4 separate regions of the Mus musculus genome follow, and regions 2, 3 and 4 are each linked to region 1. The links are chromatin contacts, called in public Hi-C and promoter capture Hi-C maps. All regions are on one chromosome and are shown on one strand. The core of a region is the stretch at or near the end of the contact, and the rest is flanking DNA. Distances in the headings are between cores, read along the strand shown. Region 1 overlaps Rora (RAR-related orphan receptor alpha). Region 2 overlaps Rora (RAR-related orphan receptor alpha). Region 3 overlaps Rora (RAR-related orphan receptor alpha). Region 4 overlaps Rora (RAR-related orphan receptor alpha).

Evidence for each region. Promoter capture Hi-C pulls out the DNA fragments that hold promoters and counts their contacts. A called contact is a pair of places that touch in the nucleus more often than the background predicts.
Region 2: a promoter capture Hi-C map of liver shows a contact between it and region 1, with 3 times the contacts expected there. The contact joins two enhancer-like sites. A contact is called at or near these places in 1 of 39 promoter capture datasets (liver), 1 of 484 Hi-C or Micro-C datasets (epidermal suprabasal cells) and 3 of 115 datasets of contacts at active chromatin or transcription factors (the SCID.adh cell line, double positive thymocytes and memory CD8 T cells).
Region 3: a contact with region 1 is called in a Hi-C map of liver, with 2.4 times the contacts expected there. The contact joins two enhancer-like sites. A contact is called at or near these places in 2 of 484 Hi-C or Micro-C datasets (embryonic stem cells and liver).
Region 4: a Hi-C map of liver shows a contact between it and region 1, with 1.5 times the contacts expected there. The contact joins two enhancer-like sites. A contact is called at or near these places in 4 of 484 Hi-C or Micro-C datasets (epidermal suprabasal cells, group 2 innate lymphoid cells and liver), 1 of 115 datasets of contacts at active chromatin or transcription factors (the SCID.adh cell line) and 1 of 9 other capture datasets (adipose tissue).

Annotation. Positions count from the first base shown.
Region 1 is chr9:69,041,670-69,049,435 of GRCm38.p6, reverse strand. All of the region lies in intron 1 of Rora (RAR-related orphan receptor alpha), which reads right to left. Among named protein-coding and RNA genes, the nearest start is that of Gm31262, 220 kb to the right of the region's middle. Within about 2 kb of position 4,700, at least 17 of the 459 cell types and tissues checked have an H3K27ac peak or open chromatin away from gene starts, as enhancers often do. A contact at or near this core is called in adipose tissue and liver, where this site is marked.
Region 2 is chr9:69,226,886-69,234,651 of GRCm38.p6, reverse strand. All of the region lies in intron 2 of Rora (RAR-related orphan receptor alpha), which reads right to left. Among named protein-coding and RNA genes, the nearest start is that of Gm46153, 75 kb to the left of the region's middle. Within about 2 kb of position 4,516, at least 7 of the 459 cell types and tissues checked have an H3K27ac peak or open chromatin away from gene starts, as enhancers often do. A contact at or near this core is called in liver, where this site is marked.
Region 3 is chr9:68,879,796-68,887,561 of GRCm38.p6, reverse strand. The region is part of intron 1 of Rora (RAR-related orphan receptor alpha); the gene reads right to left. Gm31262 (a long non-coding RNA gene) reads right to left here. Exons shown (of 2, transcript XR_379583.4): 1 at 1-7,766. Among named protein-coding and RNA genes, the nearest start is that of Gm31262, 60 kb to the right of the region's middle. Within about 2 kb of position 2,956, at least 70 of the 459 cell types and tissues checked have an H3K27ac peak or open chromatin away from gene starts, as enhancers often do. A contact at or near this core is called in liver, where this site is marked.
Region 4 is chr9:69,178,739-69,186,504 of GRCm38.p6, reverse strand. All of the region lies in intron 1 of Rora (RAR-related orphan receptor alpha), which reads right to left. Among named protein-coding and RNA genes, the nearest start is that of Gm46153, 120 kb to the left of the region's middle. Within about 2 kb of position 4,839, at least 24 of the 459 cell types and tissues checked have an H3K27ac peak or open chromatin away from gene starts, as enhancers often do. A contact at or near this core is called in adipose tissue and liver, where this site is marked.

The sequences.
Region 1 (7,766 bases), core at 3,451-5,950:
AATCGAACTCCAAACTTAATATATTTATTGTCCTTAGCTGTAGATTTCAAGTACTTATCGAATCTCAGGATGGAAAAAATCTCAGCCCGGAATCTCCACTAGTTGCAACTATACTGTGGAAGGAGAGGTACTTAATTGAGTAGATGGACTGTACCCCCTCCCATGAACTAATGGAGAGAGAGTACTTTGTAAGGATGTAACTATGAATCTGATTCAAAACCAATCTCACAGTATTATTACCATGAATGTAACTCCAAACATAAGTGTGTGACTTCAGAGTGCCTGACCTGCCCTCCACCCAAATCTTTCCTTCCTTCCTTCCTTCCTTCCTTCCTTCCTTCCTTCCTTCCTTCCCTCTCACCTCTTTTCTTTTCTTTTCTTTTCTTTTCTTTTCTTTTCTTTTCTTTTCTTTTCTTTTCCTTTCCTTTCCTTTCCTTTCCTTTCCTTTCCTTTCCTTTCCTTTTCTTTTCTTTTCTTTTCTTTTCTTTTGTTGTTGAGACAGGGTCTCACTGTAGCTCAGCCTGGCCTTGAACTTTCTGTGTCTAGGAGGAAGATGACCTTGAACCCTACATCCTCCCTCCTCCATTTCCTGAGTCTTGGGATTACACCTGTGAACGCTGGGTTCACACAGCGCCGACATTGGAATAGATACCTAATGTTTCTACTATAGGGTTGCCTAAGTATTTACCCGAGATAGCCTCCTGGAGAGAATTATCCTTTGCTCAGTTGTTTAAGTTGAAATATTTATCAACCAGAAGACTCTGATTACTTACATATATTAGTAATGGACATGGCTTATATTAATACATAATGTGTTACATTAATTATGTGTTACTTAGGAAAGAAACATATGAAGCCAACACTGTTATTGACATAAAAGGCTTCAGCTTGTACAAGTGAAATATGGAATGAGAGTTTGGAGGGTTTAGGGGCTGGTAGGAAAAGATGTTGTGTAGGGATGGGGGTGTATGTACCTCAATGGGTAAAGTGCTTGCCTAGCATTCTGGAAGCCCTGGGTCTGCTACCTGGACTCATAAAACTGAGCTAGGTGCTCCACACTTAAGCCTGGCCCTTGGATGGAGGAACAGGGAGGATCAGAAGTTCAAGGTCATCTTTGGCTATGCATTGAGTTGGAGGGCCAGCCTAGAATGCAGGAGAGGCTCTGTCTGACAACGTCCACCTACTGTTTGGAAGTTTTCTCCAAGATTACAAAAGATGATTGTGTTTCCAGAGCACAGTCTGGAAAAAAAATCTCTTCTATCTGCTGTGCCCTTGAACTAATTCTAAAGGCTGTGCATGGCTAGGCTTCTGGGGGGACCATCATTCGTGTTATCAGACCATGTTCCCACTGCAGTGACATGGGGACTTATAGCCTGTGGGGAGACAGAGGGTCCTGAGGAACTGAGTCAGGTCCACTGGAAGAGGCCAGGTCCTGGTGTAGATGTTTGCTCCCCATGAACCTAGGGGTTATCCACTTGTTTATCATAGCTGCTCAGTCAGTCAGCATTCTTAAAGACTCCATAGCAGCCAGAACACTCATGTTATTACTGTTGTATATGTTTTATCAGCAGCCAGATACAAAACGGTACTGGGGCTGGCATGTACTACACATTCTCTTCATACTGGAGGAAGTAAGTCAGATTTGTGTCCATTCAAAAACTAGTTCTACGTTGTTTTTGTCTTTCTTTTATTTAAGATTTGCATGATTAATTTTTAGGGTTTTTTTATGTGTATGAGCATTTGCCTGCATGTTTGTGGATGCCCCACATATGTACCTGATGCTCAAAGAGGTCAGAAAAGAGGACACAGGGTTCCCGGGAGGTGGAGTTACATGAGCCACTTAACATGGGTTTTGGGAATCAGAACCAAAGATTCCCCTGCTTGCAAGTAGGTTGCAAGCATTAGGTTTGCAGGAGCTCCCGCTCTCCTGCTGCCTCTCTACCTACCCAGTGCAGGCAGCTGCCTGGAGTCAGAGCTGATGGAGAGGAAGATCAGCCCTTAGCCACTGAGCTGTCTCTCTAGCCTCACCAATACAAATTTGATCTGGGATTTCATGGTGCAGGTTTACAAGGGTGAGGAATAGGTGGTACCCAGGAGTGGTAGAGAATGAACAGATAGCTCTGAGAAGGAGGTCTGAAAGTAAGAGATGTCAGACTGAGACAGCACATTGGATGGGTAGCATGTAGGGGCTGTGCAGGGGATGCTGTTTGAGGAGAGTCAAGCTCAGAAGAGGTGTAGTCCCATCAGCTGAGACTCCAAGCACCTGCATCAGTGGGTAGGTAGAGAGGCATGAGAAGAGGAAATGTTCCTGCCAATTAAATGGTCGCCTGCAAGCAGGGAAAAGTCTTTGGTTTGGCTACAGACATGTAGACGGTTCTAGAATGAGAGTCTAAGGTGGGGAGAGGAGGAGAGAGGAGGGCAAAACTAGACCGTGCCACAGTAATTGGTCTGTTTCCTTCCAGTATCTTCCCTAGGCAGCTGGAGGACACTGGGTGCTGAGCGCCCCGCCGAGAACTACATGGGTGAGCTATTCCTCTGGGCCAGCCCCTTTGGAGCTGAGGTCCTGGAAAAGAAGTCTCCGAGGAGGCCAGTGACAGAACACATCAGAGACTTGATTACAAGCCCAGGAAGGTGGTGATGAAAGAGAGTTCTCCCTTAATAGCTGCTCTAAGGACCACTTTACATTTCCCTTCCCTCCCTCCTTCCAGATTCCCATTGATGCTGATTCCCTCTCATGTTCTGACAACCCTTGCCACCAGCTCTAGACTCCCCCTAACCTGTGGAAAGGTACACAACCCATTTGCATTCATTATGGTCTCGAGGCAACTCATTTACTTTCATCTTGCAATATCCAAATGGTTACTAGCTCACTCAAGGGTTTCCAGGAGTCCTGCAAAGACAGCATTAGGTCTCCCTACCTGCCTGACACCCAAATCTTGCAACCCCGTGGGGATGGGGGTGAGAATGAAGTGCAATGGAGAGGCCCAACTTGGTCCAGACATCACCTTCACAGATGCCCACTTAGATTATTGCCTGGGTGGGGGTGAGGAGCTTCCCCAGAGACTTATAGCATGGAGTCTTCATCTCCCCTGGGATGGATCTACACCTTTGAGCAAATGGAATTCAGTAGGGCACTGTTTCTGGGGCCCTGGCTTATTAGTCAGCGCCTCTGCAACTCTGACTCTCTCTCTCTCTCTCTCTCTCTCTCTCTCTCTCTCTCTCTCTCTCTCTGTCTCTCTCACACATGGGGAAGGGTTTCTTCAGCCACGTCATCTGTCAGGGAGCAGGGAGCAGAGGATAGTGGGAGTAAGCGCAGCTATCTCTGGCTCTGCAGATCACACCTCACAGGTGCAGACAGCACTTTGTGTTCTTAGGCTCTGCGCTCTTCAATGCAGCCAAGCCCGAATGGAAACACAGTGTGCCTCAGATGGATGACTTTGCAGAGAATGTGCACGTTAGTCTTGGGTCATTATTCCCTTTAGAATACGGTAGAACTGTCTACACAGCACTTATCTTACATCCGGTATCAGATGTGATGGAGAGTTGATTTAAAGCACATGGGAACATGTGCGTAGATTGTCTTGCATGGGACTGTTTTATATGAAGGACTCCAGTGTGAAGGGATATTTCTCAATATGACTCAGATACCAAGAAATGAGTATATGAATTTCTACCTCCCCATGGGTCCATTTTACCAGCAAAGAACTCTGATCTCCTCAGAGCCCTGAGATAATAAGGATGAAAATGGAAAGACATCACAAAGCTAAAGGGCTCTAAACATGACTCTTTCCAGAGTCATCTGATTCTAAGGAAGCCCAAGCAGCCCCGGACAGCACATGGAAAGATTCGGTAAGTTCTTCCATGAGCTGTTGTCATTTATGAGGCAATCAACCAAAAGGGCAGGGCCTGGACTGGAGATGCTCGTCATGGGACTCGGCTGACATTTTTTTAAAGGTTTATTTTATTCTAAAATTTGCCTACATACTGTGTATGTCTATGTGTAAGAATATGCAGATGTGAATGCAATACTCACAGAGGCCAGAAGAGGGTGTGGAGTCCCCTGTTGCTAGAGATAAAGGCGGCTGTGAGCTGCCAAATGTAGGTACTGGAATCCAAATTTGCGTTTTCAGTCTGAGTGGTTTATGCTCTGAATGGATACGCCATGATCTCTCAAGCCTCTTTACTATCATTTTTGATTTCCTTCTAGTCTTCTTTTCCCTTTATCCAGAAATTGATAAAATTGCAATTATTCTATCCACACAGTTTTAGATCTTTATTTTTCCACTTAACGCTGCATCAAGAACAGTTTATTATGTCATTAAGTAATCTTTGAAAACATTACTCTGATGGCTGTGTATACTATATTACAGCTCTTTACTTCTTAATTGGTGCAAATATATTGTTTTTCATACCTCCCCAACCACTGGCTGGCCACCAGAGCTCCCAGGCTTTTGCGCCCGTCTCAGTGGCTGAGGCCAACGGAAAGCCTTCATGATTTGATACATCCTTCCAGGCGAGTAAAGCCGTCTCCTGGATGAGTGTATCTCATCCCCATCTTTTCCCTCCTCAGAGCTCTGAAATTCACATGAGCAGACTAATGCCTCTGGAATGTTTATTCTCTGAAAGCTGGAAGCTCCAGGGTACACAAGAAAACAGCACAAAATGTGATGGGAAACACATGGCAAGTGTCTAGTTGATTCATGGAAAATTCGAGATTTACATGGGCATGAGGGACAACACCTCAGGTTTTCTCCTCGTGGATGAGTTTCCAAACATTGCCATATTCAATTCTCCTCCTGGGTCTCATCCTGCCCTGATCTGATCTTTGTCCTTAAACTAGAACATCCACAAGGTAGATGTGGTCTATCTGATTTGGGGTGTTTTGTATGGAGACGCCACCCCAGCATGGACCACAGCTCAATGGCGTGTCTACAGGGCAGGGCTAGATGCCCTTATGCCTCCTCCAGTGTCCATTAGTTCATCCCTTCTGATAACGCCAGCTGGACTGTTGACATTACATCTCCAGGGACCAGGACACAAAGCAGATTTTCCCCTACAAATGATTTCTGGAATTCTCACGAGCTAGTTAAATTAGGGCAAGATTGGCCCAGCTACTCGAGTTTTCTATAGTGGAGTTTTCTAGAGCCCACAGTCAAACACATCTATATTTAAATATAGAATTCCTGATCTGGAGATTTATCTCTTCCTTATTTGGTATTTAGGGAGAGAGACACTCCAGCCTCTAGATGAAGCTACATAACTCTTGAACTCAAAGCTATCTGGCAATCTGCTAACGCACATCTGCATTTCCATGTCTGGCCATAATGGTATGTTGCAATCAACAGTTGGGGTGTCGCAAGACATCCCTGTACTATTTGATACTTTTCAAAATGAAACTAACAGTATTCAAGGCTGTGTGAAACAAATAATACTCTCAGATGTGCCTACTAGGAAAAGAGAGACCTTGCATCTAGTATAGTAGTAGAAAATGCACATAGCCCGTCTTTTGGGAATGTATTTGAAGAGCTTCTATGCCTGACATAAATGGTAAAAGATGTTCTCTTTCACCAAAGATTTGAATATTATTAAAAAAACAGTTATGGCCTAATATGTTTTGTTCCATAGAATGACTTTAGGTGGGCACATGCCAAAATTAAATATCATATTATATATTTATATCTTCCAGCCTCTCTTGCAGCTACATGTGACCCTATGAGTAAGTTATAACAAATAGGATATATGATTGTTCAGTTCACCTAGAACTCAGGTGAAAGTTGATTCCTAACTCATTTGGTGTGTGAGAGACTTTCCTGATTTTTCCATTGAAAGTTTCACACATTGGAAATTCCCCTAGTTCTGAGCAAAAATGGGATGTTGTTTTCCTATCTCTTTACTTTCCTCTTTCTTTAGTCTAGTTCCTGGAACATGAGCCATCTTGAATACATGAGGGTAAAGACCAGGAATGACAGAAGGGAGCTGGAACCACATCCTGCCCACACAGCATGGCTATCATAGCAGCTCAAACTTATGATTGTCTGTTAACTGCTGTTTTGCTTAAGTGACTAGCTGTTAAAGTTTCCAGTATATCCTGAGATAGCTGGACCCTAATATATCTAATTTCATTCATTTATCTCTCTACTGAAGACAAGAGTACAGGAGAGGGGAGAGTTCTCATAATTTTGATCTTTATGGGGGTAGAAATCTACCGAAAGTCATCATCCATCGACCAGGTTGCATTAAGTGGGGAAATCGGATTCAAGTTCATATCCTTACCTAGATCCTCCCTCTCACCTGTCTGCCCTGTTCCCTGCCCTTCATCCTTCTGTTCCATTCTGACTTTGTCTTTCTATTTCTTGACTGTAGACGGCTGAGTCTTTCTCTTTGTTCTCCTCTAGCTATAGGTCTTTCCTCTAGCTATATATAGATCTATCCTCTAGCTATATATAGGTCTATCCTCTAGCTATATATAGGTCTATCCTCTAGATATATAGGTCTATCCTCTAGCTATATAGGTCTACAATTTCTCTTGAGGTGCCAAACCCACCAAGCACTACCTTTTTTACTTTTTTAATTATCATAAATTTGACCCCTTCTAAATTCTGATGACATGAGTATACATTTGATATTTTATTACAAGTGTGTGTGTGTGTGTGTGCACACATTTGTATGTGTGTGACCCATCATGTGCCTGAGTCTCGAATCTCTGGGAAGACTGTAATATCCAGGGAGGGAGGCAGAATGGTTGAGAGAATATGGTGTAAGACCTAAATAGTCCATATTCAAGTCCAAGTTCTAACATAGGCTACTTGGGTGGCATTGAACATCAGTGTCCTCCTTTATAAACTGGAGTGATGACAATATCTCCTTTGGAATTCTGTGATAGTAAGATGCCATGAAAGAAGCCATGGGCCATTAAACACCACAGCCAGGATAATGGTTTCGTGGAACATACATTTTTTTCTAACCTCTCACCACATACACCTAGCTTGTTCACTACTGTGCCAGGGATAGCTTCATGATTCTGCAGAATACATAAACAAGAAAAGACAATACAACGCCCCCACCCAATATGAAGAAATTGCAATGAGTTTGGTGCTGTCTGGGCATCTCCAAAATGCAAATTAGGTACAAGTTAGAGAGGATCTGTCACCGTAAGATCTAGGGTAGTAATTACTGTATGGCCATCAGATTTGTCCATTGTGCTAGACATGCATGGCCAGTCCTAAAGCACAGTGCCACCACCCTTCTTAGTGTCAACTCTGCATGTACCTGGTCTCTTCCGGAACAGGACTAGAAATCACAAAGGCTCTACCTGTGTTTTATGTCAGGAAAGAAATGGCCTCTACTCAGCAAACTGCAAGGAGACTTGTTATTTTCAGGAGCTCTAGATTTTTTTTTAGCAGATTACCAAGGTGATGACATTCAGCTTAAGACCACCTATCAATGGAAGGATGCATGCGAGCCCTTTCCTGAGGCCCTTGGGAAGGCACCATTTTCAGAACAAAGGCATGGGGGCTGGGGGGGGGGGCAGGTGTATGATTCAGGCAAGAGCCCAGTCTACAGAGTAACACCCAGACACAGAGAAAGGCCATCTTTTCATTGCCTAGGGCAAACAGCAGCATAGTGTTTTGACATAGCTGCCCCCTGGCGATGCTCTGAGCAACACCTCATGTTTTGGGTCCCTCTTCCTTGCTGCCTCCCCCTGAACCCTTACAAGCGTACGATTTCACTGATAGAATTCTCCCCCCTCCTCAGGAACAGCAGCC
Region 2 (7,766 bases), core at 3,267-5,766, 190 kb before region 1:
CGGCTCGGCTCTAGAACTAGAAGGGAAAACAGCTGAGAAGGAAGTTCTGGATGGCGTGTGGCAACTCGGAGGTGATCCTGGGACTGGGCCTTCTCTGGGACTTCTTAAGTAAACCATGACAGTGCTGGGAATGTCTGTTTTTCTCACCTTCCTTGACAGTTACCAGAACAGTGTGGAAGCTACCAAGATAATTTTTACCAAGCTTTGAAAAACCAAGCACAGCCAGGAAGGTATGGGGCTGTAACACAGCCCTCTCGGGCTCTGAACACCTTGCAGCGGTGACACCTGAGGTTTTCACCTTAGGTTCATGGCATTCACAGGCTGACGCCACCTCTGTCAGGGAGGCATTTGAGGGTCTCCAAGACTTACAAGAGCATATTTTGAAATGTGTTTTTGAGCAGATTCTTGTTACTCTTTGAAAATTATGTGTGTTTATTAATTTTGTATGTGTGTATGGTGCATGTGTACATGACTGACTCTGTGTGTGTGTGTGTGTGTGTGTGTGTGTGTGTGTGTATGTGTGTGTGTGTGTGTGTGTGTGGTGTGCACCTGTGGCACATGTGGGGGGGCAGAGGCAGATATCAGAGGCCTTCTGCACCACACCTTTTCCTTTATTCCCTGAGACAGCAGGCATTTACGGATCCTGGAGCTAGGCTGGCGGCCAGCAAGGCTCCATCAATCTTTTTGTCTCCAGCCCTATCACACTGGGCTATAGGTACATGCATAGCCATGTCTGGAGTTTTATGTGGGTGCTGGGATCCAAATCTTCGTGCTTTTACCTGTGCTCTTAATCACTGATCCATCTCCCCAACACGGAGAAACTTCACTTTCAATGGCCATCATGGATATAGTCCTTTTCTTTTATACAATTACAGAGTCTTTAAATAATATATTATATATAATATATTAAGTATCTTTTTTTTCTTTAAATCAAAAGTTGGGTATGTAGCTCAGCTGGTAGAGTGTCTGACTAACACACACAAAGCTCTTTCTTGGTTCAGTAACCAGCACTACAGAGAATTGGTTGTGGCAGTACATGCCTGTAATTCTGGAGGTGGAGACAGGAGGATCAGAAACTCAAGGCCATTCATACCTGCTGTGTGAATTTGAGATCACCTTGGGCTACGTATGACCCTACCTTAACATACACACACACACATGCACACGCACACACACACAAACACAAATACACACAAAAAAACATGTGCACCCATGCACATAAATACACAAGCATGCACATACACATAGGTAGATACACAAAACAACAAAATGTCAGAGACTTAGAAACTATATATCTCTGGCTACGAGATTTCTTAGCTATTTACAAGTGGCGCAACCTACTTGAAGTGTTTTGGGAAAAAAGTTCAAGGCCATTGTGGCACCCTTCCCACTCTCTTCTCTCTTCCTTTGCTTAGAGTAGCCCATGTTGGACAGTGGTTGGGTGTCCTTCCGCTCTGGCCTTTGTGCAGGTGTAACCACATAGCCTCTTGGATTAATGAACATGGCCTCTGGAGTACTTAGGGGTCTGACTTCAGTCACTCTGGAGCCTCCTCTCACAGTGGGAGACCAGAGGCCTAACATGACAGGCTAAGCCTCTTTTCATGCGCACTCAAAGCCAGAACTGCAGCATCAGAGACTAGGAGGATGGGGGTGACACACTCAAAAGCCCAAGTTATATCCACATCTCGTAGAACATATAATGTCAATCTCCCAACGACTGCCAAGGATGATCCTATGTGCTGGGACAGACAGACAGATGGGAACGACTACAACCTAAATGCTTTCTAAGAAATGTCCTCTTTGCTTAGGAAAATCCCCTGGGGGATATGCGTGGTAGGAATCCACAAAAGAACTGAGCTGAGGATGACCACAGTGTGAGAGAGGAGAAAAAGGAGCACAAGAGAAGAAAGCAAATGATAAAAAGAAGGAGGAAACAGAAAAGGAAAGCACAAAAGGAGACAGAGGTCACACAACAAAGGGGTTGTAGGAGATGAATCTCTGGTGTGTCAACCAACAGCAAGACCCCTACAGAGCAATCTGGTGCAATCTGCCTGCCTGTGAACAAAAGCCCGGTTTCCTAGTCATCTATCTGCATTAGTTGCTTTTCTTGCTGTGATCAATTGGAGGGCCAAAGCATCCCGGATGGATTTACTCTTGCTTAGAGTCTGATGGTACTCTCCATCGCGGTGGGGCAACCCATCATGGCAGAGCATGAAGCAGCTGGAGGTGTTGCATCCATGGTCTGGAAACACTGGGGCTTGGCTTACCTCTTCCTTCTCATATAGCTCACACAGAGGGTGAGCCTTTTAAAAAACCAGCCACGTGGGGAAGGCTTGCCTCTTAGGTGATTCTCCATCCCGCCCAGGCTAACTATCTTCTTTCTGCTCAGCACGTTTTCTGTCTGTCTCGCTCAGCACTGGGAATTCAGAGATGATGCCACAAAGAAGAAAAGGCTTGGTTTTATTTTATTTTTAAACAAAGAGCTGGATTCTTAAGTATGTGTTTGGACGTATATGCACATACGTATGCATACATAATACACCTGCCTATGTAAATAAGATATGCCCAATGTTCTGAAACAAAGCAGCAAAAACCAGAAATGTATTGTTAGAGATGACCGTGAGAAGACAGAATATGTACTGGCTGTTTGTTTGTTTATTTATTGTCAACTTGACACAGGCAAGAATTATTGGTCCTGGGTTGTATGAAAATGTAAGCTGAGCAAATCCTCAAGAGCAGGACAGTAAGCAGCACTCCTCCATGGCCTCTGCTTCACTTCCTGCCTTTGGGTTCCTGTCGTGAGCTCCCCTCCCCAGGTTCCTTTCTGATGGCCTAGAAGCTGTAAGGTGACATAGCCCTTTGCTTTCTCAGGTTGCTTTTGGGCATGGCGTTTCTTCACAGTAACAGGAAGCAAAGTAGGACAGCACATCCCCCTTGAATTCTCAGACCCGGGGATTCTCTGAAACCTCGTCAAGGCCTTGGCCTTCTGTGTGACCTGAGAAACTACAGGGACAGACACCTCAAAGGATGTTGCTGTGACATTTTCTGTGTTCTAATTACAGAGGCAGCTTCAAGAACCCCGAGCTCAGTTGCCACTAGGGTGCTGTGGCTGTTCAAAGGCTTCCATGCTGTAAATTCTGGAGAAGGTGATGTTGGAAGACAGGGATGGAAGCTGAAATCGTAACTCACCAGATGATCTTTTCCATTGTTCCCAATGAGGAAACTGCTGCTTATCCTCAGTTTCAGTGTCATCATAGCTATGCATGGTGGCTTTGGTGGCACACACCTATAATCCCCAGTACACAAGATGCAGAAGCGGGAGGATTGATGCAAGTCCTAGGCCAGCTTGGGTTGCATAGTGGTCTCAGAAAGCCAAAAACAACCACCACCAAAGAGGTCAGTCAGTTTGTCCATGGAGTTTTCGCTGAATCCTCTGGAAGGGCAATTTTTCCTCTTCTGAGCGTCCATATTTCTCAGTGTATGGGCATTTCTATTATAATTCATGTCATACGTTATCACCTGTTTGGGTTTTTTATCTTTAACACATGGGGGTCGTGGTGTCACCTTTGAATTCCCAGGGCCCAGAGAGAGCCATGACAATCATGTTGAATTAGATCTGAGCAGACATGTTCTCAAGGGGAGATTAAAGAGTGGCTTGCTATTTCAGGAAGAGCAACGGCTAAGCCTGAGCTTCCCTTCTCCCTTCCAATAACCTGTGACAATACGTTTCTCTTCCCATGTCTAGGTATTGATTTGGAAGAATCCATTGCTCCCCGGAAACAAAAAGCGATGTAATTGCTGCTTGTTTGTTTCTTTACTTCCTGCGCCAAAGTCACGGTGACAGGGCTGGATTGCGCATGGGGTGTGGGTGTCAGAAACTGGAAAACCTCACCCTGCCTGGCCTGTCTGGCTCGTATGCTTGGGCAAGTCACATAGCTCCTCTGGGACTCCGTTTCCTCACCCAGTGGTAATGACTAGCTTCTCAGGGTGGCAGCAGCACTTAATTAAGGACCGAGAAGGAGACAAAGACTAGAAATCACAGCATCCACGCAGGCATGTTCTTCCACATGCATTTTTGAACCAGGTAACTGGTGGTAGGAAATATTTATGATAGAAGAAGAGTCTAGCAAGAAGTGAAATTAGCCATTTCCATTTAAAATTTACTTGGGTGGTGTGGCCTTGAAGGCCATGTGGTTGTTCCATTAGTTCTAGTACATTCCATGACCACGACTGCTAAACTTCCTATGTACACTGTACTAACTCTAGGCTCCATTTCTGTGCTTCCTAGGCGTTTCTCTATGGTCCCTTTGTGCTTAGATTTGCTTCGTGAGCTTCTTCCTTTAGTCTCTGCACTCCCGAAACATGCTCAGGTTCAGACTCAGGAGGTGCCACACAAGCTTGGAGGCCTGAACCAGGAGAGAGTGCACCTGGTTGTAAAGCCAGCAACGCTGTGTGGACTTGGGGATCCCGCCCCTTTTTCCTTGGTCAAACCTTGGCATAATCACTTAGCAGATTCATTGCTAACTGTTCATTGCTAGCAGTTATTGCACAAACCGAGCAAAGGGCCCATGGTCCTGAGTGAGGCAAGAGTGAGAAGGCAAGAATGGAAATCACGTGAGAACAGTGGGTGGAGCTACAACCTTCAAATTCTCATCCTTGCTGTGGTACTGTCTGTGTTTTGATCGCAGAGGTTTTTCCAAGGAACAAAACTTTTCAGAAAGAGAAAGGCTTTAGAAATTGCATTAGGTCCAAAACGTACTTGAAAACATCACGTGGGGTGTTTTCGAAAGGGGAGTCCACACTGGGGAGGCCACCCATTATTTAAATAGAGACTTATCTGTGTTCAAGCCTACCCTCACTGGGCATAGCCAAAGCATCAGCTTCTGCCTACCATAGCTGTCCTCAGGACCCGTGGGCTCATACTCCAGAGGCAGGTGGGTTGACCTCAGGGATCAGGGGAGGAGGAGGAGGAGGAAGAAGAGGAGGAGGAGGAGGAGGGAGGTAGGTATTGCAGGTTGCCAGGGCAGGTGGCTGTGGAGAGAGGTGTGTAGTCACCGAGTCTTATATAATGGGGATGGGGAACAGAGACCAGAGAGGATGACTTTACCGGAGGCAGATGCTGGGAGGAGTTAGCACAACAGACCAGTGTCTCCTTTGTGTACAAGGGAGGATGTGGGTGTCTTCTGAATACAGTCCTGATAGAGGTTGGGTAAATTAAAACTTTCGTGTGCATTCCACTTGCTTTTTGTGTAATAGTATCTGAGTGTGCGTGCCCACGAGTGAGCATGCACATGGAGGCCAGAAGCTGACACTGGGTGCCTTTCTCCGTCACTTACCACCATACGTTTGAGATGGAGTCTTTCACTGAGCCGGGAGCTCAGTGATTCAGCTGGCCAGCACCACTCCAAGGAGCCTCCTGTCCTTGCCCCTGCCCCTAGTTCCTTCCACTCCGCTTTAAACACGTGAAAACATTCAGGCCTCCTGGCCTCAGTAGAACTCACTGTGAACTTTGACGGGGGTCAGAGGAGCCTTCATCTCAGGCTGCGGAGGCTTTATCTGAAATGCAGGCAATCAGGAGTGTGCAGGATTTCTGATATTTTGGGCATATTTGCATATACTTATAAATAGGTAATTCTATACAGCAATTTTTAAAATGTGCCTGCCTTTCTATCTCAATGAGGTCAGGTGTAGAACATTCTAGATGTGGCAGGCTGTGCTCCAGAGGTTTTGGGCTTTGGGCTTAGTAGAGATGCTTAGATTATATCATTTCTTAACTTCATTTTGTTCTTAATTTTTATGATTTCTTTTTTAGATTAATTTAGTGTGTGTGTGCGCGCGCGTGCACGTGTGCATGTATACACACCACAATAGGTATTTGTGTGGTAATTAGAGGACAACTTTCAGAATTCCTCCCGTGATGTGGGTCTTAGAGATCCAAGTCAGGTCACCAGGCTTGGCAGGGAAATTCAAGCCTTTGGTGTACATAGATCATTTTCTTTGCAAATCTGGCTAGCAAAATATTGGGCTTAAGTTCATATTTTTTAATTATGGGAAAGCATGGTAACTGATCTTTTGTGTGCCCTGTGTAAACGTTTGTGCAGAAGGACTGAGGTGGGAAAAGCCACCTTACAGAGTAAGCACAGAAAACAGGTTGTCATAACTCATGAGGGGGACAAATGCAGCATATTCTAAGAAGGGCACACATGTTAAAGCATGTTTGTCATGAAATCTGACCATATCCATCTCCTAAAAACCAGCCTTCCCAGGAAGAGAATCTGTCCCCATTTACCTTGGAAAAGGCTCTTATTTTTATTTATAATTAGCCTAGTCTGATGATGAAAACAAAGGCCTATCCATCCTTTACACTCTGTAGGCATCCCGACTCTTTAGGTGGCAGAGGGAAGAGACTCCCAGCAATCAATCCCTGGTGTAGTTGTGCTGAGCACACAGAGGCAGAGGAGCCAAGCAAGGTAACTCTACCACACACTTACCGCTTAACCTTGCAGCTGGTAGCAGGGCACAAGCCTGTTGCCAACTCCCGAAGAATGCTTTCTCAATCTGCATCCCACTCTGAGGTCAAAGCCATCACAGGTGCTTTTGGCCAGCAAATGCTTGTAATCTCAGAAGCAAACGGGACTGCCAAGTTCACGTTGCCATGACTCTGAACATGGTACACCATTTCCCACTCCAAGTCGGAGCCTGCAACTCTTATGGCTGTTCAGCCAAGAGCTCTGTTGGTACCATTCTGACTCACACACACTGGCTACAGTCGTGGAGCAGGTGAAGGACTTAAGTGTCACTAAGTTGGTTTCCAGTTGCTTCCAGGAAAAAAAAAAGATCACTGGCACACAAAATTCTTGCTCCTAACACGTGACACTTCCCTCCTGTGCTCACAAGCCACGGGAAGAGAGAGAGAGAGAGAGAGAGAGAGAGAGAGAGAGAGAGAGAGAGAGAGAGAGAGAGAGAGAGAGAGAGAGATATCTTAGCTTTTATTGCAGTGTCTACACTTTGAGGGGGTCAGACACAACAGAAAGCTAGAGACCCCAGAGACTTACACACTATGGGGGTGGGGCATACAACCAAAGCAAAGCAAACCACTTTCTGTGTAACTGAAAACTCTGCCAAGCACCTTAGCCCTGACATGCCATGTGTGACTCTCCCAACTTCAGAACATTCTGTTTTAGACGTTGTCAACCAGCCTGACGCTGTATGCTGCTTTTACGGGGTTGATATACATCTACCAGAAAGGAGGCCAAGAGGAAAGACTTTAAAACTACCCTCTACCTTCTGTAGGAGATCTGATCTCTCCTGACACAGATCCCCCATCTTGCCCCTGGGCATTTCCCCCTGCCTTGGACTGGCTCTTTGAACCAGTTCCCCCACCCCCATCAAAGGCACTGAGGTAGCAGATTCACCTTGACACAGACTTTGGCCAACAGATGGGTTTGTTGTTGTTGTTTTTGACATTTACACGTGATTGTATATATTGGCATTATGCATATCCTCTCCCATCTGGGATTTAGTCTCCAGAGCATAAACTAAACCTAGAAGTTTCTGGTCACACATTTTGAGGTGTGTGCATGCACCACAGTCAGGCTCTGGGAGGTGAGCTCCAGCCACTGGCACCAGCCACAGCTTTGATCTTTTTGGGTTCCAGGAGTTAGCAAAAGCTTTATCTCAATGATGAAAATCATCTTTAGAAGTGGGTGCTGGGGTTCTGAGAGTGAGTATCATTACTGAAAAAACACATTTTCCTTTTACACAGA
Region 3 (7,766 bases), core at 1,707-4,206, 160 kb after region 1:
TACCAAGTAGTCTAGGCTGGCCGGCCACTAAGGCCTAACAATCTGTCCCTGGCTCCCAATGCTAGGATTACAAGGACATCCCATGAGCTGCTTTTATTATAGGTGCAGGAATTGAACTCATCCTCAGGCCAATTAATTTTTCTTCTAATGTAAAAGTAAGCTGATTGTGTGAAGCAGTTGTCCTCAGTGATCTTGATTTAAAGTGTTAGTTGGGTACCCAGAAGAGAAGGCAACATGTTGGTATTTTTGACTACACTTACTTATGTGATGTGAGCTCATTTGTTTGAAATAGAAAGAGAGTGATAGAAATTTGGAAGTGAACAGGCATTGAATTATGGGGTCTACTCCTGAGGGTGGGAATCAACTTTGTTGTTCCTCGGGTTCCATGTCTCTTGTTTTTTGAGAAAGGGTCTCTCATTGGCTTAGAGTTTGCTAGCTAGGTTAGACTGGCTGTGTAGTAAGTCCAGGAGACCCATCCATCTCTCTCTGTACAGCACTGGGATTATAACACACACTACTATGCATTATATCTTATAGACCTTATATATCAATGTGGGTCTTTGTGGTTTTGAGAAGAAAGCCCTTTATTGGTTCAACAGTTAATAACTGTGCTTCCTTCTCTGTCAGAGGACCCAGGTTCAGTTTCCAGAACCACAGTGTAGCTCACAACCTTCCGTGACTCCAGTTCCAAGGATCCTATACCCCTTCTGATGTCTGCAGGCTTGTGCAAATACTTACTTTGCATGTGAATACACTCAAACACATCTATACACATAAGAGTGAAATAAATATTTTCTTAATGATGTTCAGAAAAGGAAAGTAGTTTATTGACAGCCATCTAGTGTTTCAATATGCCAGGCATGAGTCTTTAAGGTCTCCCTCCACCCCCACTCTGTGTGTGTGTGAGTGTGTGTGTGTGAGTGTGTGTGTGTGTGTGAGTGTGTGTGTGTGTGAGTGTGTGTGTGTGTGTGTGTGTGAGTGTGTGTCTGTCTGTATGTATGTTTTATTTATTTAAATGGCATCATCTACTAAAAATATTAAAGCAAATATGACAGTTATAACTTTTACCAGCTTCTAGAAAGCAATACCTTTATTAAGATTAAAATCATCTCCAAAAAAGATATTTTTCCAAGAGTCATTGCTATTCAAATAAATATGTATTTAAAAACAAGATAATCCAGTGCTAGACTTGAGCACTGAATGTTTATCTTCTTAAAATACACTTATAGATAAATTCTGCATAATAGTTTGCATTTAAAAGGACCAGATTCATAGTTCCTATTATCTCAGCCTTCCATCCCTGGAATGGAAGACACTGAGGGACATTTTTATTAGCACAAATTCACACTCCCTACCAATGAAGCTTAATGTTTGCTTCATTGGACAAATTACCCTCTCCTCGATAACTTTGAGAAATGCCAGAGAAAAGGAAGAAGGAGCAACAATACCACGGATACCACTTTGCCTGCTTAATTAAAGATCATATTCTTGACCTTCCATGGAAAGAATGAGGAGTGATGTGTGTGTGTGTGTGTGTGTGTGTGTGTGTGTGTGTGTGTGTGTGTGTCAGCATGCATGTGTGCAGATGCTGGTGCAATGGTTTGGTCCTCAACAGCCACACCAATGATGGGAGATTCCCTTCTTATGTATAGAATTAAGGAGATCTGCTGGGTGCTGCTCCGCTGGTCTCTCAGCATCTTATAGGAGAGGTTAGACCTAGAAGTTGGTTGGCTTGGCCTTGGGGGTTTCTACTAGGCCAAGTTCCCTCGTGTGCATTCCTCCAGCACATGAGGCCAAGGTGCTTCAGTGCCTTTGGTAGACCCTACACATCTCCCTGAGCTTGTTCCCATCTGCACAGAGCCTCTGTTCATACTGGAGAACCCTGGACACACTAGGAGAGATGAGCATGACAAAGCTCAGCTCTTCCCTTCAGTGAGAGAAACAGGATGATGAGAAAGCACAGTGGGTAGCCCAGAGAAAGAAGGGCCAGTTTGGAGCTCTTACGGTCCCCAGTCTATGGGGAGGACAATTCTTGGATGGGCTGTGGGTAGTAAGCCTGGGCTGATTTCAGGGGGACTGGGGGACTCCAAATGTGATAACCAGCCACACTGGATTCTGCTATAGTTATTTACAGTCTCCTGGAGCTAGACGAAAGATTCAAAGTCACCATGTGGTGGCTACCAAGAAGATGCTTTCTTAAGCAGTAGAATTCTCTTTCAAATTAAATCTTCTATGGACCCCTGGAATGAAAAATAATTTACATTGAGAAATGGCTGCTGAGCAATTAAAACCCCTCACTGTTTGATGGAAAAAAATTATTCTCACAGCATACAGGGCTCCACTAGAACACTCTGTGAGGGCTCCCAGAGAGTGTGTGTGAAGACCGGGTTCTCAAATAAATGGGGAGCACACTGCCACTGAGGCATATTCCCCCAAAGGCAGCTCACACATTTAGAATTTCTGTCCTCCCCCCCCCCACCTGAGTGCCACCCCCTCATAGTTTGCATGCATGAATGGTAGCCCTTCTCTGAGGCTCAGGGACTTACATGCGCACACCGTAGAGGGAGGTGTTCACCACAGTGGAAGCTAAAAACTAGGCTGTACGTATGCTCTTTCTTTCTTCCCCCACATATATGCTGGAACTTGAGCCAGCCAGGTCCCTTCTGCAGTCTCAAGACTTCCTGCCCATCTGTCTGTGAGGGCCGAGGGCTAGTTTGTGCATGTGGGCAAGAAGGGAAGGGGAGTCTTACATTACTGGCAAAAGTGGGGGACAGGGAATGGGTACGGGAAGGTCCTGCTTCCTTCCAGCTTCAACGTAGCCCCCTTCAAAGTACAGAGGACAACACAACCTGGCTATTCCAAGTAAAGCAGTAAACAGAGGTAAATTCTAACCAGACTTTGTGTGTTAAAAGGAAGCGAAAGCAGCTGAATTATGTACAAAAACTTACCCTGCCCCCGGAAGGCATCAAAATAGAACTTCCTGGAGCCTGCTAGAAAGACAGAGGCGTCCTGCACACAGAGCTTCTGTGAGCCTGCCAGAGAGATGTCCTGCATGCCAACTGCAACTCTTTAGAGAGGATCAACAGCTGGAAAGGCAAACTTTTTTTTTTTTGAATGTTAACATTTTACAGTTCAAATCACTTAACAGATGTAAAATTATGGGTTATACTTAGCATTAGTTTTTTTCCCCCCAGAAATTATTAACTAAAGAAGATCTTTCTGGAAAACACATCTGATGGTTAGAATTTCTTGATGATGATGACAAGAACACGCTCCTTTTACTAAATGGGAATGTTTGTTTTACCCAATCTCACTTTCACCAGCGTACCCCATAGCTGATACAGGTTTACATAAGGTTAACTGGGCGTTTTGAGGCATTAACCATACACATTTCGAAGCCTAGGCATTAAGTTGTCTTAGGTGACTAGTCAAGAAATGTTAATGAGACACTAAGGCAGGGATTGATATCATACCCAAGAGAATATTCCTGAAGGGAAACAGTCAGGGTAAGACAAGGCCGATGACATCAAAGAAAGTTCCAGATCTCAGCTCAAAGGTGATGATGTGGGGGTAAGTGGGGCAGATGATGTCAGCAAACTCTCTGAGCGGGTCAAAGTTGAGGGCGAAATGGATAAGGAATCGATAACTGGCTGACTGATGACAAATCTGGTGGGGGAGAGTTGGGTAAAGAGCGGCTGTTCAGAAGGCAGAGAAGGAAAGGCAAAGGGCACGTGATACTGTTGCTAAATACATCTCCAAACTCTTATGAGAGGTTTGGGAACATGAGATGGGAGAGAAGAGAGTCATGTGGACCTCTGGCAGCCAGGGACGCAGGAGGTCTGGAGAGATACGCACCATATAAACCTCTCACTTCTTTAACCTCCGTTTCCTCAGCATTAGTTTGAAGTTTGTTCCAGGTGGCTTCTGAGCTTAAGATAATTATTTGAAGGAACAACATCAACATCAAAAAACCCAAACCAAAACAAGACCTTCTCCAGTGGAGAGACTTAAAGTATTCCATACAGACAAAAAAGCCTTATCCAGTGCATTCTAGAAGCTTCACCCAGCACCTGACTCTGGTTTGCCTGACTACCAAGTGAGATCCCTTTGTCTATCAATGCTGGGTTAAAGATGATCAATGCCCAGACATCATGTAAATCAAGGAAGAAAACAATGCTTTGGAAACTGAGTACTGAGCCAAGGGAAGGGGACAACTATGTTCTAGAAAAATCTTAATAAGTCAACTCGGAGTCCAGCTTCCCTTTTAGAAACAGCATGCCAATAACGATCCACTTCATGGCTGTGTACGTCTTGGGCTGCAAGAGGCTGACAAAGCATTTGGGTCTTACATATTACAGTCAAAAGAAGGAAGTCGCCATTGTGCTACACTGGCTAGCTTGCCACGGAGTTAACTCTTTCAGTGCAGAGGCGTCCTGTTAGCTTCTCCCCCAGGGGAGGGAAATAGGTACCTGTCTATGTGTTAACAGATCAGCCTCTTTGAAGGCACAGTTCTCAAAAATAGACTTACTGTATCCCACCACCAAGGACAGCTCATGTTTTCTCTTTGCTTGAAGTGCTGGCCCTAACTGTCAGCTCTCATGTCCCTTGGGATGCAGAGTCAGAATGTGAGACTTGGAACATCAGAGCCAAAAAGCCACCTCTGAGCGGTTCAGAGGCAAGGTGGGAAGGGGTAGGGGAGAGAAAAAACAACAGCAAAAAAAAAAAAAAAAAACCCCACAAACCAAACCAGCATCCCACTGTGATGTCAGCCATATTTCTTCCACATGGCAAGTTTCATTTTGTTTAATTTAACAATAAACTCATTATATTAACTCAATTCAATAGAAGCAGCAGGGGGATTTCTCCTAATTTAATCCTGGGTTTGGAGGAGCCTTGCTCTGTGCTCAAACAATGCAATCCAGAGATTAAAGGGCTTGTAGCATATTGAAGGAAGGGAATACAGTGGTGTCTCCCAAGGCAGCCTACTGGGGAATTAGGGACCCATCGGCCCACGGCTCACTTTATCCAGAGCATCTTCCAGCTGGAGATCTAATCTTCTGCAAGCAAGTCATTCCCAGCAGCCTCCCAATGTCACCAAACTGGCTTTCTGTAAGTCACTTGAAAACACAAGGATGTAACTGGCTAACAATCTTATCCATCATCATGACAGGCTATAATATGTGCACCCCTCCCCTTCCCTGAAAACAAAAAGGGTGTTTCTGGTTATTAGCCACTTTAAGAAAATGTCTCCACCTTTTAGACTAATTCTTGAGGGGCAGCGGAGGCTGTAAGAACTGGCTAATCTCTTTGAGATCTAGGAATTCCAAATCCAAACACCACACACACACACACACACACACACACTGGCTAGAGACTAGACAATGCTTTTTGTACCCAGCTGGCAAGAAGAACAAACAAACTCATTAATTAGGGTCCCGCTGGTGCTGTATTGAGGATCTATGAATACAGGCTTCCTCTAGGACTGCAGCTGGGAGAGGCAGACTTCTGAAACTCAGAGACATCCTCGATTCATATCTGCCTCCTCTAAACACTTGCCGGGGGTGTGGCGACCGTGTGGTCTTATGTGTGTCCATGAAGGGCAGACAAATATTTATCTAACTGACCAGTCACCTTTTCAAGTTCCTGGTCTTTCTGAATCTCTGTCTCCTTTGTCTCTGTCTCTGTCTCTCTCTCCAAAATCTTTTCCCTTCATTAAAAAATAAATTTAGGATAAAGACAATTGGTAGGAGGAAGACAATGTCACACATTAAGGATCACAGACTAAAGAGATCTCAAGCAAGACGGATATTCAACTCATTACAAAGAGAGAAAAATCCTCTTTGACCTCTGGGTTGGCAAAGGAGATGTTCTTCACTCCCTGGGACACATCTGATTTCATTACTAATAGAATTTACTTCTTGTCCTAGAAGTATATAATGGAAGGGGGAGACAGAAACACAGTGGAAGACACAAAAAGACAGAAAGACAGACAGAGACATAGACACAGAGAGACAAAACAGAGTAAAAGACCACATATCTACCATACAAATAATAGAAAAAGAGTGTCTTATTAGAGTCCTTAAGCTTAAAACAGAGCCTTATCTGTCCCCTCTAAAAATAATCCTGTGACCTTTTGCATTCTCTAGGCCATATGTATTTTGGCAACGTCTAAAGTCCCAAGGCACATCAGACAGAGTGAGGGCTCAGGGTTGTCTGGTCCAGGTCTCTGGAGCTAAGAAGTACACCTGTCAGAGAAGCAGCAGGCAGATTCAAAGCGAAGAGTCCACGGGGACCTGGATGGAGGGCACGCCGCGCCCCACTGTCTCTTTCAGTTGCTGATTAAATCTCCTAGCATGCCTTAGGAAAGCTGAACTGGGAACATGAGGCCTTCTACCACAGAGCGACATGGATACAGACATCGGACTGAGTAAATAATACCGGTGACCGAGAAAGGAAAATAGCGGTGTGCACCACACTGCTAGTTTTGTTTAATCTAAAGAAATAAAGAGTATCAAGCATCATTTACAATCAAAGAAATGCAAACTAAGGGGCCTTATACTCTTTAAAACGTATCCAATTAGCAAAGATAAAAAAGGCAGATGAGAGCGTTGTCAGTGAGGGCTTATGCAAACTGACACTCTCCTGTCTACTCAGAGTTGGAGTATATATTGAGAACCTTTCTGGAATTGAAGTAGGCAGAATGTTGCAGATGCTGTAGCTGTGTGCACTGTGTCGCAGCCATGCCACGGGCAGCATCGTAACCAGCAGTTGGGCGTTTGCAGTTGATGTCTCTCACAGCCTTGTAGCAAGTTGTCAGAAGCAACTCCAAATAGGAAGACCCTCCACTACACCCCAACCAGGACAACTGTTTAGTGTTGTTGTGATACACATACTTGATGAAATTAAAACACTTGCTTATAGCACAATAAGAGATGGGATGGGGCTGTGTCCAAAATTAAATTCAAGGGAGTTCTACCTATATCTATGTTAGAAGTGAGTTCAGGGTTATAAAGAAAGAGGCCACCACTCCAATGAATTAAAGTGTCTGGATAAGGCCCAATTTCACTTCCAGTCAGAACAGTACACTGCTCACAAAAAAAAAAAAAGGACTCAAGAAACAGAGGGATATTGGGGGATGGGGACAGGACAGGACTGGATGACAATATTTGTTTTTTTATTCAGAATACATAATGACTGTGCCTTTTGTTTAGTCTCTGGGGTCCCAGCCCATAGTCATTTGCAATTAGCTAATTTTAAGAGAATTAGATCAAAAGGAATGAGTAAAATGGCCAGTTAGGTTGCTTAGGATCCCAGAAGGCAGCAAGGCCTTTGAGTAAAGAAAAAAGGTGTGTGTGGGGGTGGGGGTGGGGGTGGGGGTGAGTGTCTGGGGGATTGGCTAAAGCCTTTACATAAAGGTTTTACAAGGCAGGGGAGATTTAAAAAACATTTGATTCCCTTGTCCTAAACAAAGTTTTGCAGTGTTTGACAGAAAAGACTAGTATGTAATAATTTTTACATTTATATATCCATATGCATCTGTACCATCTACACCCCTCTCCATATGTCCAGTACTGAGTTCCAAGCATGTAGCTAAGCATGTTCAAATTATCACATTTAATCCAACAACCCCATAGTATAACATACACACACATACACACACACACACACACACACACACACACACACTTTCTACAAAGAAATTAGAAAGTAAGAAGATGAATGATTAAACCCAGGTCTGCACCAGTTTAAACCACAGGACTTCACTT
Region 4 (7,766 bases), core at 3,590-6,089, 140 kb before region 1:
ACAACAAAAGAAAGAATCCAGATGCCCTTCAACAGAGGAATGGATACAGAAAATGTGTTACATTTACACAATGGAGTACTACTCAGCTGTTAAAAACAATGAATTTATGAAATTCTTCGACAAATGGATGTGTCTGAAGGATATCATCCTGAGGTAACCCAATCACAAAAGAACTCACATGATATGCACTCACTGATAAGTGGATATTAGCCCAGAAGCTTGGAATACCCAAGATACAATTCGCAAAAGACATGAAACTCAAGATGAAGGAAGACCTAAGTGTGGATACTTTGGTCCTTCTTAAAAGGGGGAACAAAATACCCATGGAACGAGTTACAGAGTGTGGAGTAGAGACTGAAGGAGTGACCATCCAGAGACTGCCCCACCTGGAGATCCATCCCATAAACAACCACCAAAAACCAATGTCACTGGATTTTGATGCATCAAAGCCCACACCATTCCCAGTTAGCTCTCTCTGCCTTGTGGTTGTTGACCAAGATGGAAACTCTTAGCCACTGCTCCAGCACCATGACTGCCTGCCTGGTGCAATGCTCCCTACCATGTGGGTCATGAAATCTAACCCTCTGTAACCACGAGCCCCCAAATTAAATGCATTATCTTACAAGTTACCTTGGTCATGGTGTTTCTTCAAAGCAATAGAAAAGTAACTAAGACAACACCTGAGTCCCTTTTCCATCTCTGAAGTATTTATTTTTTCAGGAATTTGTATTTGTCAGATTCGATGGGTAAACTATTTCCCCTATGAGATTCTGAGTCAGGAGTTCCTAGTTTTGTCAATTACCTGATATGTAATTTTGGGTAAGGCAACTAATGGTTTGTGCCTCAGTTTCCCTAATTGAACAGGGATATAATTGTTTTCTTTCATCATAAAATTCTACCACTAGAAATATGGCCCAACTGAGACAGTCTAACTGTCATGTGATAGTCATCTCAGCACTAGGGAAACTGAGACAGGAGGGTTGTCACAAGTTGGAGGCTAGCCTAGACTATACAGAGAGTTCTTCCTTAAAAAGAAAAGAAAAAAGATGGGACTGAAGAGATGGTTCAGCTGTTAATAGCACTGGCTGTTCTTCCAGAGGTCCTGAGTTCAATTCCTAACAACCACATGGTAGCTCACAACTATCTGTAATGGGATCCAATGCCCTCTTCTAGTGTGTCTGAAGACAGCTACAGTCTAGTCATATAAATAATAAAGTTAAAAAATACTTAAAAGAAAACCAAATATAGAAGAAGTATAACCATATTGATTAATCTTTGACTCATGGTCCATGCAGATCCTTTCATCACCCCCTTGCTTATTTGAGAGATACACAAGGCAGGAGCCACACAAGTGTCAACAAAGAGGATGATGTAGGTCAAGGATGTCTATATCATGGGATAACACAAATCTCAGAGAAGGATGTTCTAGCAGCATGAAGCAAGGGAAGCAGAAGGATACAAAATGCCAGAGAATAATCTTTGCCAAAAAAGAAGAAGCACATTGAAAAGACAGATCGAAAATATATACACTAAATTAATTAGAGTGGTTATTTCCAGGAGATAGGAAATGATGGGTCACTTTCTCATTGCCCTGCCTATGTCTCCTAAAATACCTACAATAAAGGTATATAAATAAAATTTTAATCATGAGAAAAAGGCTAGTATGGAAACACCCATTTCAAAGGGCTACTGGGTAGATAAAATGAAACAATGAATGGGAACGCTTATTCAGAATCGCTTTGTTTTTCTTTGTTTTGATTGTTTCAGGTATCTCGTTGTGAGGCCCCGTTTCTCATGGCAACTGCTAATTGCAGCCTTGACCTTTCCTAGGGGACAGTGGTGACAGAGCTAGCTGCTTTCACGAGGGTCTACAGTGCTGTGTAATTGGGTAAAGAGTTAGCCTAACCAGACTTTACATCAGAAAAATTATCCCTGCTTAACTCAGTACGCTTTATGCAGTGCTCTGCAATGAAGGCAGGAAAGAGGTAGGCACTGTCTAGGTTTTGATTCCTGGGAAAACTAGCATCTTTATCTACCAGTCCGAAGTCTGCTAATGTTCACAGAGAGATACATTTAATGCTCACCATACCGGAAGGTCTCTAGAGAAGCACAGAACAGAAAATTGAGTTTGTGGACGTGGCAGGACTTAGAAGGCAAAACACAGTGCTAATCACAAGGCCTTCCTGAGTGGCCTTGAAAAGGAACAAGGGGGAGAGAGAGGGAGAGAGCAGCTTTCAGTTCAGACAGGACACAATGGGAAATATTCCTGAATGAAACAGTATCATGATTGGCATTTGATTTAGCATGGGAAAAGGGCACAATGTATCAAAGTCTTGCCAAAGACTGCTTGGGTATTGACGTATGAGAGTTCACCTATTGTTGACCTGTTGATGAGCGTGGGTGAATCGGAAGTTCACTGATTGACCAGACTGGCTAGAGACCTATGCCCCCTGGGATCAAGTTCACTGATTGACCAGACTGGCTAGAGACCTACGCCCCCTGGGATCCTCCTGTCTGTGCCTCCTCAGACCTGAATTATAAATGCACAGCATCACATTTTTTCCCCTTTTCTTTTCTATGTAGGTTTTGGGAATCTCAGACTGTGCATGCTTGCATAGAAAACACTGTATTGGCTCAGCTGACTTCCTTCCTTCCTTCCTTCCTTCCTTCCTTCCTTCCTTTCCTTTCCTTTCTTTCTTTCTTTCCTTTCTTTCTCTCTCTCCCTCCCTCCCTCTCCCTCCCTCTCTCTTTCCCTCTCCCCCCTCTCTTTCTTTCTTTCTTTCTTTCTTTCTTTCTCTCTCTCTCTGTCTCTGTCTCTCTCCCTCCCTCCCTCCCTCCCTCCGTCCCTCCCTCTCTCTCTCCCTCCCTCCCTCCCCTCCCTCCCTCCCTCCCTCCCTCCCTCCCTCCCTCCCTCCCTCCCTCCCTCCCTCCCTCCCTTCCTTCCTTCCTTCCTTCCTTCCTTCCTTCCTTCCTTGTTCTTACAAACAGGGCCTCATGTAGGCCATGCTTGTCTCACACTCACAATATAGCCAAGGATGACCTTGAACTTTCTGATGTTCCTCTGTCTCCATTTCCAGGGACTGTAAGTGTGTGCCATCGCCCCCATCTTACCGGGTGCTGAGGATTGAACCCAGGATTCAGTGCAAGCAAGGCAAGTACTCTACTAGACTATATCCCTAGTCCCTGAATATTTCATAATAGAAAGATAATTTTAGCTAGAAAGGGATGGCCAGAAAACTGAGAAGCCATGCCTCCCTCACAGGAAGTGTGAGTGATTCCTGCCTGGGCTGTGAACATCGTGGAATTTCCTCAGCAGCTGAAGAAGGTGTTACTAGGGCAGTTCCAATACCTTGGGAAGTAGTTACAGAGACACCCTGTACACAATATTCATTTAAGGGCACAGGAGATGGCTCAGTTTGTAAAGGTACATGCAACTAAGCCTGAAGAGGAGAGTTCAATCCCCAGGACCCTCATGGTAAGAGAGAACCAACTCTAGTTGTCCTCTGACCTCTGCACATGTGCTGTGGTATATACACACATGCATGTGCACAAACACACACACACACACACACACACACACACACACATTTAAAGAAACATTCCTTTATCTTTATTTATGGAAATAATTTCATCCTCTCTTCTTTAAATTCTTGTTTGTAATGAGGTCTTAGTCTTTCAAATCTTGACTTTGTCAACTAGGATAGGTCTTAGGAACATAGCTTAGTTTGTACTGGAATTTGTTATGTCCCAGTGAAAGAAGCATAAAACCGCAAAGGGGGGGGGGGTTGGGATATCCAAAATGCAATTTTCAGAATGTGTCCCTGTCACTGGGGAATGTGTGACCACAGTGCCCCCTGCAAACATCTCGATTTTCCTACTTGTGTTCCAAAGCTGCTGCCACATGACCTAAGTATTCCCAATAATCTTCGAGTGATGACGTTGGTACTGTCCCTCTTGACATGGATGAAACCCATGCCTCAGTTTCCAAGGTAACAACCTAAAAAACAAGTCACCCCAGAGGCCATAACTGGTAAAGCTGGAAGCTTTGAACCCAGACACATGGAACATTCCGGCTAAGTCAGCTTCCTCTTGACTTTGAATATTCCCCTTAACACTCCATATTTCATGTCCTGTTCGAAAGGGCGCTTTGAATGCAGCTTGAAAAGTGACAGGGAAGGAGCAGGCAAACTTTCAGAATTTTATCACCAGTAATGAAAGCAGAAGTGACTCACCAGAGCAAGTGAGACTCAGCCAGGGGTCTCAGCCACAGAGCCAGCCAGCCCCAGATAACAGGTGTGGCCTCTGGGACCACTGGACTGCAGATGAGCCACTGGGCTGCAAAGAATTCCTTCACTTTGGCACTGATATGAGTCCTTTTTCTTCTTCTTCTTCTTCTTCTTCTTCTTCTTCTTCTTCTTCTTCTTCTTCTTCTTCTTCTTCTTCTTCTTCTTCTTTCTTCTTCTTCTTCTTCTTTTTCTTCTTCTTCTTCTTCTTCTCCTTCTTCATATTATTATTATTATTTACTATGTAGAGTCTTAGAGCCTTACTGTGAGCCATCATTTTATTATAGTTTTATAATGACAGGAAGATACTGTATGGGTGGAATTGTCAACTGCTACTTCTTCTCATGGAGGCATTCAAAGTAAAAGGCTCCTTTATCTCCAGGAGTCGTCCTCTCCTAATGGGAATAATTCTTTTAGCCTGCACTCAGTATGCAACTAAAGAGTAAAGTATCAAAAAAAAAAAAAGAGTAAAGTATCAAGCACTGGGTGGGTCCTGTGGGAATAGGTCCTCCCAGCTGGCCCTCCCAACATTTGATTCATTGACCAGAGTTCTACTTTCTTTCTGCTTAGGGAAAAAAAAAAAAGGACATTCCTGAGAAATTAAGTTAACTATTAGCCAAATCCCCACAAGCTGCTGGCTTGGATTACATAACAACTCTGTAATTCCAGCAGCTAAGAACAGGAAGCCAGCACATTCTCAGATTTCTCCCACTCCTCTCTCTCTCTCTCTCTCTCTCTCTCTCTCTCTCTCTCTCTCTCTCTCTCTCTCCATGTATGTGCATGCACTGTGTATGTGTTCCTGTGTGTGCATGTGTTTGTAGAAGCCACGGATCAGTCTACAGTGTCATTCCTTGGACACTGTCTGCCTTTTAAATTTTACTTACTGTGTGTGTGTGTGTGTGTGTGTGTGTGTGTGTGTGTGTGTGTGTGTGAGTCCTCTTGTGCATGTCTGTGCCATGTTGTGATCCTGTGTAAGTTAGAGCCTACAGGAGTTGGTTCCCTCCTTCCACTATGTGGGTCCTTAGGATTGAACTCAGGTTGTCAGGCAAGTGTCCTTATTCACCGAGCCACCTCCCTGGCCTTGCCTAGCTTTTAACGACAGTTTCTCACAGAGTGGGCATTAGTCCAGGAAGCTAGAGGGCTGGCTGTCGAACCTTGGGGGTCCTCCTGGGTCTGCCTCCTCAGCCCATGGCCCCACTCCTGGCTTCATTATGTGAGTGCTGCAATCAAACCCAAGCCCCCATGTTTGCATTCAACTCATTGAGCCTTCTCCAGCCTATTTCTCAGATTTCTGCTCATTTTCCTGTCCTTTTTTTCTGCCTACCCTTCTCCCAGCCCCAGCTCCTCCTGCCTTAAGCAGCCTAATGGGCTCTTATTTATTCCTAGACTTTTTTTTTTTTTTTAGAGCTGTGAGATGCATCCTTTTATACTACATGATAGCCTGGCTTCACTGAATACCTGATGTCTGTGACTCTCATCTGAGCCACAGAACATTCTCAGAGCCCAGACTCTAGAACGTGCTCTGGCAATCATTCATGCACCAAACTGTTGTTCCAGGACCACGGAACACATTATTTCTGCTGTGGAAGAAAATGGTGAGGGGAAGCTAGGGCAAAGGTAAGACCTGGTTGTCCTAAAATGGATAGAACCAGAGAGGCAGCTTTATTCCCCAGGGATTGAGTCTGGACTCCTCTGGGTTTGGAACTAAATTGATGTAACACGAGCCAGCTCTCTCTTTAACCTGAGACGACTAGGTAAATCCGACCTGCTTCTGGGGTGGGGAACCAGCATGGGAAACTGGTTCCTGGGTTTCTAAAAGATTTGTACCAGTAGAAAAGTGGGGATCTCCCGGTTTCTAGGGGTGACTATCTGTTCTCACTTACAAGCAGCTGCCAGGCTGAAAAGGAGGAGATGTCCCTTCCAGTGAATTAGCAACGACGCCTACTATCATGGCGCTACCATCATGGCGCTTTCTGTAGAGTTCTGCATTAGGAATTGTATCTCTATTGTATCTCTGCTTGTGACCATCCTTTCTAGCAAGTCAGAAACACAGACAGTGGGAAGAGCCACAGAGCCCTCAGCACAGTGCCTCCAAACCCACAGGCCCTGATTTCTTAGTCTCCGTGCTCCCCCATACAGTAACACAGATGAAACCTCCCCTCCTCGCATCTGGCTACCACAGAACATTAGAATGTGACCTTCTTTGGGGTTTATTGAGACTAGATCTTGCTCTGTAACCCTGGATGTCCTGGAAATGCCATTGAGACCAGGCCGTCCTGGACTTCTGATGATCCTCCTGCCTCTCCACCTCTCTGGTTCAAGATTATGCACACACTATGTTCCTGCATACATATGTGTGCATACATGAACATACACACAGTGAACAGTGCTGCTCAGATCTGTCTGTACTTTCCCCGAGAAAGGTGCTCCACTCACAACACATCTGCCCATTTGGATAAAGCAGTAGTGCTCTGGAGTTCCTTAAATCAGGCCGCCTGCTTGGTAGGAGGATACAGGAGCATGGCCCGAGATATCCCCATCTAACTTTTTAGACTCTCCTCCGATTTTTCTAAGTTATTTTTGTTATCTCAAAAATCCAGCTCTTTATAATAAATGTATAAGGGTGCCTGGGGGGAACTTCATTCATATTCGATGGTATCTCATCCACGGCTCCTCCAGGATAGAAACACGCGTTTACTCTGCTGTCAGCGGGCAGCATTCCCACTCATGATGCTGCTCTATAGCAATGACAAGCTCCCATGCCCCTCCCCCACACACTCTGGGAGAAGGGCCCATAGAGTAAGGTGTGGCTGCACTTTATTGCAGTGGGAACACCTGAGTATCATGCAGAGAGCCCAAGGCAGCCGTCACCAAGCGGTGAGGCCTTCCTTGCACTGTAGGTGATTGTCATAAAGCTTATGTTCAGTGGTTTTAAAAAAGATTCATTGTGTGTGTGTGTTCGCATGCATGTCTATCATATATGTGCAGATAACTGAGGAGGCCAGAAAGTGTTGGATCCGCTGGAGCTGATATTCTAGAGAGTTGTGAGCTGTCTGATATGGGTGCTGAGAACTGAACTCTGGTCTTTTTGGAGAGCAGCAAGTGCTGTTAACTTCAGTCCTTCAAGTGATTACTGCAAACTCCCCGTTTAAACCATTTAAACCGAGCTTCAGTCATTATTCTCCCTTTCTTCTCAGAGCACCCGCATGCCAAGCAAGCCTTTCAGAAGGGAGGGTATGTGGGATCTTTTGCCCAGCATGCAGGCCATTATCTAAGTGATGAATTATGGGTAGGTATAGTCAGCCCTTACTCACTGAGCCATCTTGCTAGTCCGACCACTCATCTTTATGACTCCCCTTTGCTAAAATCACTACTACTCCGAGGGGTCTTACAGAGCAGTGATGTGCTTGTTAAAGGGGAGGGGTGGCTGATCCAGAGGAAGAGGAGCAGGGACTTGGCCTCTGGGACCGACTAATCACACCC